Linked DNA regions of Mus musculus: region 1 is linked to region 2. Evidence: chromatin contacts called from public HiChIP or PLAC-seq data. All regions are on one chromosome and are shown on one strand. The core of a region is the stretch at or near the end of the contact, and the rest is flanking DNA. Distances in the headings are between cores, read along the strand shown.

Evidence for each region. HiChIP or PLAC-seq counts read pairs in DNA pulled down with a chosen protein or histone mark.
Region 1: an H3K27ac HiChIP or PLAC-seq map of bone marrow-derived dendritic cells shows a contact between it and region 2, with 4 times the contacts expected there. The contact joins two enhancer-like sites. A contact is called at or near these places in 1 of 15 datasets of contacts at CTCF or cohesin (pro-B cells), 8 of 484 Hi-C or Micro-C datasets (CD4 T cells, bone marrow, bone marrow-derived dendritic cells and 5 more), 3 of 115 datasets of contacts at active chromatin or transcription factors (bone marrow-derived dendritic cells, microglia and neural progenitor cells) and 1 of 9 other capture datasets (bone marrow-derived macrophages).

What each region holds. Positions count from the first base shown.
Region 1 is chr10:96,465,712-96,470,634 of GRCm38.p6, reverse strand. No RefSeq gene overlaps it. Among named protein-coding and RNA genes, the nearest start is that of Gm33843, 130 kb to the left of the region's middle. Within about 2 kb of position 3,589, at least 53 of the 459 cell types and tissues checked have an H3K27ac peak or open chromatin away from gene starts, as enhancers often do. A contact at or near this core is called in bone marrow, bone marrow-derived dendritic cells, bone marrow-derived macrophages and 1 more, where this site is marked.
Region 2 is chr10:96,331,649-96,336,579 of GRCm38.p6, reverse strand. All of the region lies in intron 2 of Gm33782 (a long non-coding RNA gene), which reads right to left. Among named protein-coding and RNA genes, the nearest start is that of Gm33782, 25 kb to the right of the region's middle. Within about 2 kb of position 3,124, at least 117 of the 459 cell types and tissues checked have an H3K27ac peak or open chromatin away from gene starts, as enhancers often do. A contact at or near this core is called in bone marrow, bone marrow-derived dendritic cells, bone marrow-derived macrophages and 1 more, where this site is marked.

The DNA of each region.
Region 1 (4,923 bases), core at 2,340-4,839, 130 kb before region 2:
TGCATCTGTATCCATACAGCAAGCCTGTCATTTTCACACAACAATAGTAATGGAGCCACATGGCTGCTGCCCTCTGGCCCCCATCCAGTGCCATGCTGATACCTAACCTACCTAAAAGGCAAATTTGGTCACGTTATTTCCCCAGCTAACATATATCTCTTGCCACTTGGCTACAGCTCCACAGTACTTTTCAAGATCTAACTCGTCCCCAGCCTGGGCTTTATGCTGTTGAATTTGCTGCCCTCCCTGTCTGATGGAACCTGAACGTCTTCTGTGTATGTGTGCTCCCCCCATCTTGCACCTGCTCCTTCTTTTCTCTTTGGCTGAGATTTGAACTCCCTTCACAGACGTAGTACTACTATTGTAGTGTTGCCCTGAATAAACCCCAACATCATTTTAGAAGATCCAGAACTTCATTTGGAGGGTTTTTTTGTTTTTTGTTTTTTTCCTGTTCCTTTTCACACAGGGCTGTGATGGTCTAGCTTGGACCATCCTCAGTGGCAGGGACAGTGACTATACTCATTAAACGACTTCTTGATTCAATTTCTTGACTTTTGTCAGTATTTCTCCAAATATGCTCTAAAGAAAAATTGTATCACAGTCTGAGAAGATCAGTGGATAAGAGAGCCTCCTGTCCTTCTAGATCATAATTTACTTCCTATCACCTTTGCAGTCACCTGGAACTCCAAGTCCAGGGGGTCTGATGCCTCCCTCTGGACTTCATGGGCACCTACACGAACACACACACACACACACACACACATGCAAGCACGCATGCAATCGTGCATTCATGCTTGAAAATAAATCTTAGAAAAAAAATGTAACCAGAAACACTTGGTGGTGAACTGTGCAGATCTCCTGTTCTTATTTGAAACGGATGAGAATCACCTAAAAGCACTTTCAACTTTTCAGTGCCAGGCATTGTCTTTTAGTCTGTTTTGTTCAATTGCTAACTCTACAAAGCAAAAGTAAGTTTCAAACAAAAACAAACAAGAAGCCCCAGCTGCTTCCAATCCACAGGTCCAGTGCTACCTCTATGGAGGTTTGGGATCCAGGCTCATGTCATCTTTGCATATCCAGTCTTGTTCACCATCATTTCCATTCCAAGATTTTCTGTTTTATTTTGTGATTACCTTGAGTACCCATTTAGGCTGCAGAGAGTTAATTAAGAAATTGTGGCAGGCCCTAAAGACAAGACAGGGAACATTTCACATTCAAACCACAGCATAGCCCCAGGCCTGGGTGCAAGAGAAGTATTAAGTACAGCAAGCAAGCAAACAAACCGTTGTGTTTTGTGGATCAAAAGCACATGGCCCAGAGAAGCTCTGAGTGCTGTACCACAGGGCAGAAATGTAACCAACGCAAGGCCTGCTGTTTCCTTAAGAGGAGGCTAAGGCAGAACCGGCGGTGCTCGGCTATTTCTTTGCACAAATCCTTGGCGTGGGCTGTGAAATGTCAAATGTAGATTTGATTAAGCCCAACTCTAAAGCCCTAAGGCAAGTGTGTATCCACGGTTCTAATGTAATTATCGGAGCCACCTCTGTCTGCTACTAGGGCTGAGCTAGCACCCCATCATGGATACCAACGTCTACAAAATGAAGCCTGCAATTGATTGATTCATCACATCCCAAGTAGAAAGAGCCTAAAAAGCTCGACCAGGCTGGCTCCTCCTGAAAACTGAAGCATTAAATTAAGTAGCGGAACCAGCAGACCTGCCTTCTGATAGTCTGAAAAGGCGGAGCAAAGCATGGGCCCTAAAGAAAATGGTAGAGATCAAAGTTCTGTTGCCCTTTCGAGCAGCAAGGCTCTGGACATTTCCAATCCTTCCTTGAGATGATAACCCATACTTTGAATTCTTGGAGGCTGTGATCAATAATGAGTCTTCAGACTGAAGGATTCAGGAGATGAAAGGGGAAAAGTGGTGTTTCCTGGATCCATACACTGGGAGAGCAGGCATACAGGGAGCATGAGCGTAGATCAAATTAAACTAAATGCAGCAGCCTCACTGGGGCAGATGAGATTTCACCACTGCATTCTCAGAGGGAAGAAGAGGATGCACTGCCTACACCCAAGTTAGCCACTAGCCAAAGCTCTACTTTGTTTTGTGAAATTCACATCATATTATTTCTTCCTCCTCCTCCTCTTTTCTTCATCTTCTTCATCCTCCTCTCTTCCTCTTCCTCCTTCCTTCTTTCTTCCTGCTTTAAAATGTGTTCCTGTCCTCTTTTAAGGACTGATTGGAACCAAGATGACAAGAACCAAACCTCCAGAGAAAGATCGCTGTACTGTGAAATTCAAGCAGAGAGAAATGGCACAGCCATGTTCGACCTCACCCAGTAGTGGAATCTAAACACGCTCCACATGGTTCAGAGAGAGAACCAGAGAGAGGTCTGTCTGGTGAGATAAGTCACCAAAAATTTAAAATTTGCTTATCACCCTTCACAGAAATGAGCCATATTTTCAAGCTCCATGAGCTTCCTCCAATTTGACCAACAAAGTTAGAGTGTTGAGAACAGTTTCCGCGTGACTCTAGAACCAAAGTCTTATTTTGGGGGCTTTTGGAATTGTCTCTGTCCAGATATCCAGAGGTCAGAGTGGTCTTTGTTGGAGACTCTGTAGGAGGCTCACCATAGGAGAAAGATCATTTCCCAGCTGAGAGCCATCCAGGAGATAGGGGAGGGAAACAGATGGTTTTATGAGGGTTTGACTTCTACTTTAAGCCTCGATTCTGGAAATGGCAGTGGTATTGTGGTTCAGCCCTGGTAGCATCTGTCACAGGGATGCCAGGCTTAAATATCACAGTGCTCTTTCAAGCACAAATTATATTAAAAGTAGTTTCTGCCTTCCAGGGACTCCCTTGCCTTAAAAGCATCCATCGTCTGTCTCCTTCTGCCTGTGTATTAAACCTAAGCTCATAGATATTCCCTCCGGCTTGCCTTCATCTGGTCTTCCATCTTTTTACCATCGTGTCCTGTAGACCAAGGACTGTCAGACTTCTTTTCTATAAAAAGGCAAATTGTAAATATTTGAGTCTCGGGGCCATGTGTTCTCTGTCACCACTGTTCAGCCCTGCTGTGACAGAACAAAAGCACTCATGGACAATATGTAAGTTAAAGAACATGGTTGGGCTTCAATAAAATTTTATTTACAAGAACAAGGTAGCGGGCTGCATTTGATTTGGCCCGAGGTTGTAGTTTGCCAACTTAACTTCTATTTTAGATGGAGCAAATGTGTTCCTTTTCATACTCATTTCCCTTGCCTTGTAGGCTCTTGGGTTTTTTTTTTTTCTCCAAGCTCAAGTTGCTTAATTAATTAAAACTCATTAGTCACTGAAAGAATATTGTGTGCCAGATGCTGTCCTTGGGTCTAAAGATGCAACAGCGAAAAATAAGCTTTCTATTATTATGGAATTTAGGTTCTACAGAATGAAGAGAACAATGGAAACACATTCTGGGTGAAGAAGGATGAACACAGGATGCATGTGGAGGCGGAGGGCTGTTTTGTAGACGAGAAAAGTCACATTGATGAAATGGTTCAGTGACAGTGATAAAAATCAAGGACAAGTTCAATCTGCAATAGATGTGGGTATAACGGGAAGTTGTCAAGGTGGACAGAACAGGAAGTGCAAAGCACCTGAGGTAGAACCTCCTTGGCCTGTGGGATGCAGTGCAAAGATGCTGGCATTGTTGGAGGGCTCCAAATGGGTGTGGGATGAGATGAAAATTGTAGTGTTGAGCAAGATTTGCTAAAGCCATGGAAAGGACCTAAGATCAGAAGCATTGAAAAGTAGAGATGAAAGAATGGAACATATTCATTGTGCGTGAATGGGAACATTGACAGCTATGTGTAGTGCAGTAGGAAGGATAGGGTCAAAGTGGAAGGACCTGGCTAAAGGTGACAACTGCTATCTAGGGTTCTAAAGCAGAGGGATTAAGACACCACTTTCTGAATGACGTTTGAAGGCATGGTGGAACAATGGAGTATAAAAGAAATACATAGTAAAGGGCAGAGCCAAGGGATTAGAAGGAGGGGCTTCGGACTAATTAAGGTAGTGAGGACTAAGGGAGAAATAGAGTGGGTAGCAATAGTCTAACTTTATTTTATTTATTTCTATCATGTTAAGCTTGAGATGATATTTGGACTTTTCTCTGTGAAATGCTGAACAGTTGGGTAAGCATGCCTTGAAGTTCACTGGCGATGTCAAAGGCAGAGACAGACATTTGAGAACTACCTGTAATCAGCACTTATGGTTGTGAGGTGACATAGGGCGTCCGAGAAAGAATTGAGAAGAAGAGTGATCAGGAAGGCAGCATTCAGATGATTTGACCTTAAGTAGATTAAAAAGTAAAACAAAAAACCAATGAAGAAAGCCCAGTGAGGCAGGAAGTAAAGTAAGAAAAAGTGACCTCCCAGGCACTAAGGGGAGTTTCTTTAGAAGGAGGAACTGAATAAGTGTGGGATTTTGCAAACATATTGAGCAAGTTGAAGGCTGAGACATAGCACAGATCCAGCAACACTGGAACCACACTGACTTTTCCCACGGTGGTCTGAGGAGCAGTGACGAGGGAAAACTACAGAGGCTGTATAAAACAGGTCATGAAAACCCCCGAACATTTCCTTCCTTGAGATACTTGATAACATTTCCCGAACATTTCCTTCCTAGAGATACTTGATAATACTTATGGTGGTTAATCTTAATTTTCAACTTAATTTAGAATTACCCAGGAGACACCTCAAGGCCAGCCTCTGAAAGGGTTTCAAGAATGGCTTCTCCAAGGAGACAAGAACCATTCTGGGTGTTGGTGGCATCATCCCATCAGCTGGATTTCTAGAATAAAGAAGAGAGGGAAGGGAGAAGGTACCAGCTTCCATTCCTCCCTGCTTGCTGACTACAGACTCTCACTCCACACTGTCAGTCCCTCC
Region 2 (4,931 bases), core at 1,875-4,374:
CATCTCTGATGACTCTAACTTGTGTCAGGGTGACACATAACACCAGCCAGTACAGTATTCAGGGATCCAAGGAAAGATGATCTATGAGCCGAATCTTAACAGATGGCTTTCTCAGTGAGGGTGTGGGAAACATATCCTAAGCAGGAAGGCCTGGGGTGAGTTTATAGAACATCCTGAGATGCTGGGTCAGGTTTAGAGAGCTGGAGCATGTGGACTTCATGTCTCTAGTGAACAGCAGTCCTAGAGGAATTGGTACCCAGGAAGTGATATGGTCCATCTTATACACATCTAAAGAACTAAGTATTTAGGGGGCAGATTTGACTTCCATCACAGCTTACCTTCATAAGAACTATCTCCTTTTTACTAAAATTTTTTGCCGGCACTCCTTTGGTTTCAGACATTGAAGAGAGGAAACTGTTCCCGTGAGTGATTCTTTTCCTCATGCTTGCCTGAGCCACAGAGTGTGTTTTCTCACTCAAGTAAAATTCTCAGCTGATGGCGGAGAAGGAGCTTGGCTCTACACAGGCTTGTCATCGGTACGTGCTGATGGTGTTGAGCCAAATACTGGTTTTTCATTGTTCAGAGTATTTTGTTACTTGTACCATGCTGTCCTCATCGGCAAGGGAAAACACGGGGGTCAGAATTGTTACAGATAAAATAGAATTTATTCACGGGAAGGGGCTTGAGCACTGAAGAAGCCAAGCAGGGAGGTACTTAGCCCCAGCCCCAGCCCCAGCCCCAGCCCCACCTTTCCAAACATCAAGCACCTTTGGTGTTGCTTTGGTTTATGTGACTGCTGCCACTCCTGGATGGGTCTTGGGTTTCTATGGGTTTCAATACGGACTTTTCTTTGAAGGTACACTTTCAATTCAATCACAGTTAGTTCTACAGGGATAAATCAGACCAGGAGGACAGAGGGAAAGCAAAAAAACAAAACAAAACAAAACAACAACAACAAAGAAAACAAGCCTACTAAATTTAATGCACATTGTTAACTGTGAAGGTCTGGATTTAGAATTTGAGATGTATGTTTCCCCTCCCCTGTCAGAAATAAATTCTTTATTATTATAAAAGTTCCTTGGAAAGGACATAAAAGATATTAGGACTTGTATAGGTAATGACAAACTAAAGTAGTGTTTTCAGACTGAAACATTGGTGGCCCTGATAGACTGAGAAACTCCCCAGGCCTCTTCCAAAGATGTACTTGATGGAGAAGCAAGGGCCGGATTCTCCATTTCCCAGCCTCCAGTTTGATTTGCTTTCCATGACATTAGGTTATAGCAACTGAGGTTTGAGAAAGAAAAAAAAATGTCATTCATCATTTCTATTTATAGTTATGGCTAAGGAAGCTATTGAAGGACATGTAAAAATCTGTAAAATATATATGTATGTATACATGTACACATTCAAGGAAATAATTACACACACACACACACACACACCATCTCCCATGTTTTAACAAAGAAAGCACAACCTCCTGACGCTGCCATTTTCCACACAGTCTTTTGTTCGTTTCTTGAACAGCTGCCGCTATGAGTAGGTGAAACACACACACACACACACAGATCAAATTGCAGTTAGGTGTGTCAAAATGACTGGGTGTTCTTGTTCTGGGTTCCCAAGGCTAATTATTATTTTTAACGCCGTTTGATATGCTAAGTGAGGCTGCAGTAAGAGTCCTCATGTGTGCATTAGTCATTGCCATCACCGCCCATGGGTACTTCTGCATGTTTTGCTGCTTCCAAAGTGTCTGTAAACGATTCTATCTAAGCATCTGAAGAACATCACAAGCAGCTTCCTCTATGGTTTTTTCCTAGGAAATAAATACCAAACTGGCACAACGATGGCAAAACCGTGAGTGACATCAGTACATACAGTGCCCTGTCCTTCCATCCTGTCACGTGCCTGGTGGGTAAACATAAATAAATCACCTAATTTCCCTGTGCCTCAGTTGCTCTATCTGTAGTATGGAGCAATGAGGAATGAGATCTCAAGGGCCCACTTTTGAACTATAAAGCAGGCTTCTCTAAAGAAGGAGAGAAGGAAGGAGGGTCCTGTGGTGTGTTCGGCCTGTTCCACATAGCTAACTGCAGTTGTTTCCCGTTGCTAGGTCGTTTATTGATTGCCTACAACTAAACCTATTATCTTTGTCTAGAATCTTTTGAAGCAATCCATGAATAACAACTCATTTCAATTTCATAATGACTCCGAGGTCTTACCAGCTGTTGCCGCGCCTGTCTTACAGACTAACAAACAGACGCAAAGACACAAAGCCATTCGATTCAAGTCTGGCAGGTGTGAGACATAGATCCAGGGCTCACGTACTACAGCTAGTTCAGGGTCCTGGAATCCACTCTGTTATGTCCTGCGGAGCGGCCAGGAGCTTGACTGAGAGGCAAAAACAGCTAGCATCCTCAGGCTCTGCTCTCCAAGAACACACTGAAGATCACTGAAGGGCTAGCAAGCCCTCTACGTGGGCTAGCATGGAACAGAGAGGTCTCAACAATTTGAAGGAACATCAGGAAGTGTAAACCACCCCCCAACCTTCTGTAAGCATTCCTACCACACCCCACTAAGGTGGAGGGGGGCGGGGGCTGGAGGCAAGGAAGGGAAATCATACCAATACATGCCTGCTCCAGATCCAATCTTCCAGAAACAGTCCAAAGGAACACCCTGGGCATGTTCAAGACTTGATTTATTTAGTAGCTAACAGCGTAACTGCCAACTACAATCTTCAAACTAGCTTTACCCACTGCCCCACCCATCCATCAGACCTTGCCATTCCCACAGGCAGTGAGAAGGACCAGGTATGTTCATGTGTAGATTTCTCTGCTTGCTAAAACCCCCCAGGCTTTCCTTTGTTCTCAGGACATGCAAGTGGCCACCTGTATACCTGTGTTCTGGACTGTACGTAATCCTGCTGTCAGCTCCCAAATAAAACTCCCTTATTGATTGACTTTTGACAATTCCAGTCATTTTGTTTGTTTGTTTTGTTCTGTTTCGTCGTCCCCCACCCCCACCCCATTTCCTTCCCTTAAGGCAGCTCGAGGTAATAAAGGAACTGCCTGGTCTTGATCACGAGGTCCTCTTGCCTCAGCCTCCAAGTCCAGGATGACTACAGTGCCTAGGGGCATCTCTGCGATTTCAATCTGCCCTCTACAGGCCACAAGGAATACCCTAAAAGAATGATCTGCCACCAAGCTTCTGGTTCTCCCATGGCACTTGCACCACAAACACAGTGATTCCCAAGCTGGTGGCCACCTTACGACACTGTTCTGTCACTTGCATAAATGTCTTTTTGGTGTGTTGTCAGGCAAATACCTGACACTTGGCACTCTGAAAATTCCTAAAACACCACATACTGCAAAGTCAATGATTTGACCAGCTGTGAGCCCGCTTGCAACCCAAACCGGCAGGACTAGAAACAAATCGCACTGCTTCATGCTACAGAGCCATCTTTCCTAAGGGTGGGTGCGGTCTTGTGATCCTTGTGTCCAGTCCAGTTTCTCATATGTGTATTGTGACTTCTGCTTGTGCAAAACAGGACGTTGCTTAACCAGGCCCTTATGGGAGGAAATACAGCCCAGCAAGCAGAACAATGATTTGAAAGTCCTGAGTTCTATTTTCAGATCTGCTGTTGACTGGCTGTGCAGTCAGCCCTACGAAGGTCATTAGCAAAATGGCCTTGCCCTGTTGGCGGTCTCTGTATTCGCAGCTCTGGACGGGAAACAAATCAGGGAGCTGGCACTCAGCCTTGAGGAACTAGAGTCTTAGGAGAATAGATGTATCGTCAGGCTTTGTCTTCATTCTTAAAGCAAAAGCACAGAACAAAGCCTCTGGGGTGGGGGAAAGGAGCTGGAGTAGAATTCAGAGAGGAACCTGATAACCTTTCCAATACCAGAGACGTGAAGGGATGGCATGAGCGTTCAGGTCAAAGGCAGCTCTTTGGCACATGCTGAATCTCCTGTGTGGGATACGGAAGAGACAAAGGAACCTGAGCTTTGACAGACTTCTGTGAACTGAGTCAAAAACAGATATCCAGAGTGCTGCCTGGTAGGGAACAGGCTGAGGACTGGAAGGGTCTGTGGAGAACCAGAAAGCTTATAGCCCCTTCTAAAGAGTCTGCACCAGCTCTTTGTCCCTCAGATAAGCCAGTGACAAGGTCCTGAAGTGCTAGTGTTTTAAGAGGCACTGCACACTACCATTTTTATCAGGACTTCCCTTTTCTTTAAATGAAGATCCATCCAAGTTTTAAAGTGATAGCGGGCAGGTAAAAATGTGTGTGTAACTTGAACAAAGCCCTTTCCACATCTCTTTAACATGTCCATGGATGGGATTTCATAAGAGTTGAATTATTGTTTTCTGATAATGGAGCTATTCCTTTAAACAGAAGGGAATGAGCAGTCTAGAATGCGCGAGTGTTTAAAAAAATCCCAGTGCACGGGGCTGGGGAGATGGCTTAGTTGTTAAAGTGCTGGCTGGGGAGATGGCTTAGTTGTTAAAGTGCTTGCTATACAAGCAAGCGGACTTGAGTTTGGATGCCTAGAGCCCCTGTGAGAAGTGATAAGACAGTTGCCTTAGAGTTAATCTTGCTTTGGTGAAACACTACCACCAAAAGCAACTCGGGGAGGAAAGGGTTTATTTGACGTACACATCCTGAATCAGAGTCCATGGAAGCCAAAGCAGAAACTCCAAGTGGTCAGGAACCCAGAGGAAGGACTTGATTCATAGGCTACAGATGGGTAGTGCTTACTGCCTTGCTTCCAATGGCTTGCTTAGCCTACTTTCTTTTAGAACCCAGAGCCACCAGGCCGGGGTGGTAATCAACGACAACGGGGCCCTTCCACATTCAATCACTAATTAAGAAAATGTTCTACAGGCTTGCCTATAGCCTGATCTAAAGGAAGCATTCTCTCCAATGACTCTAGCTT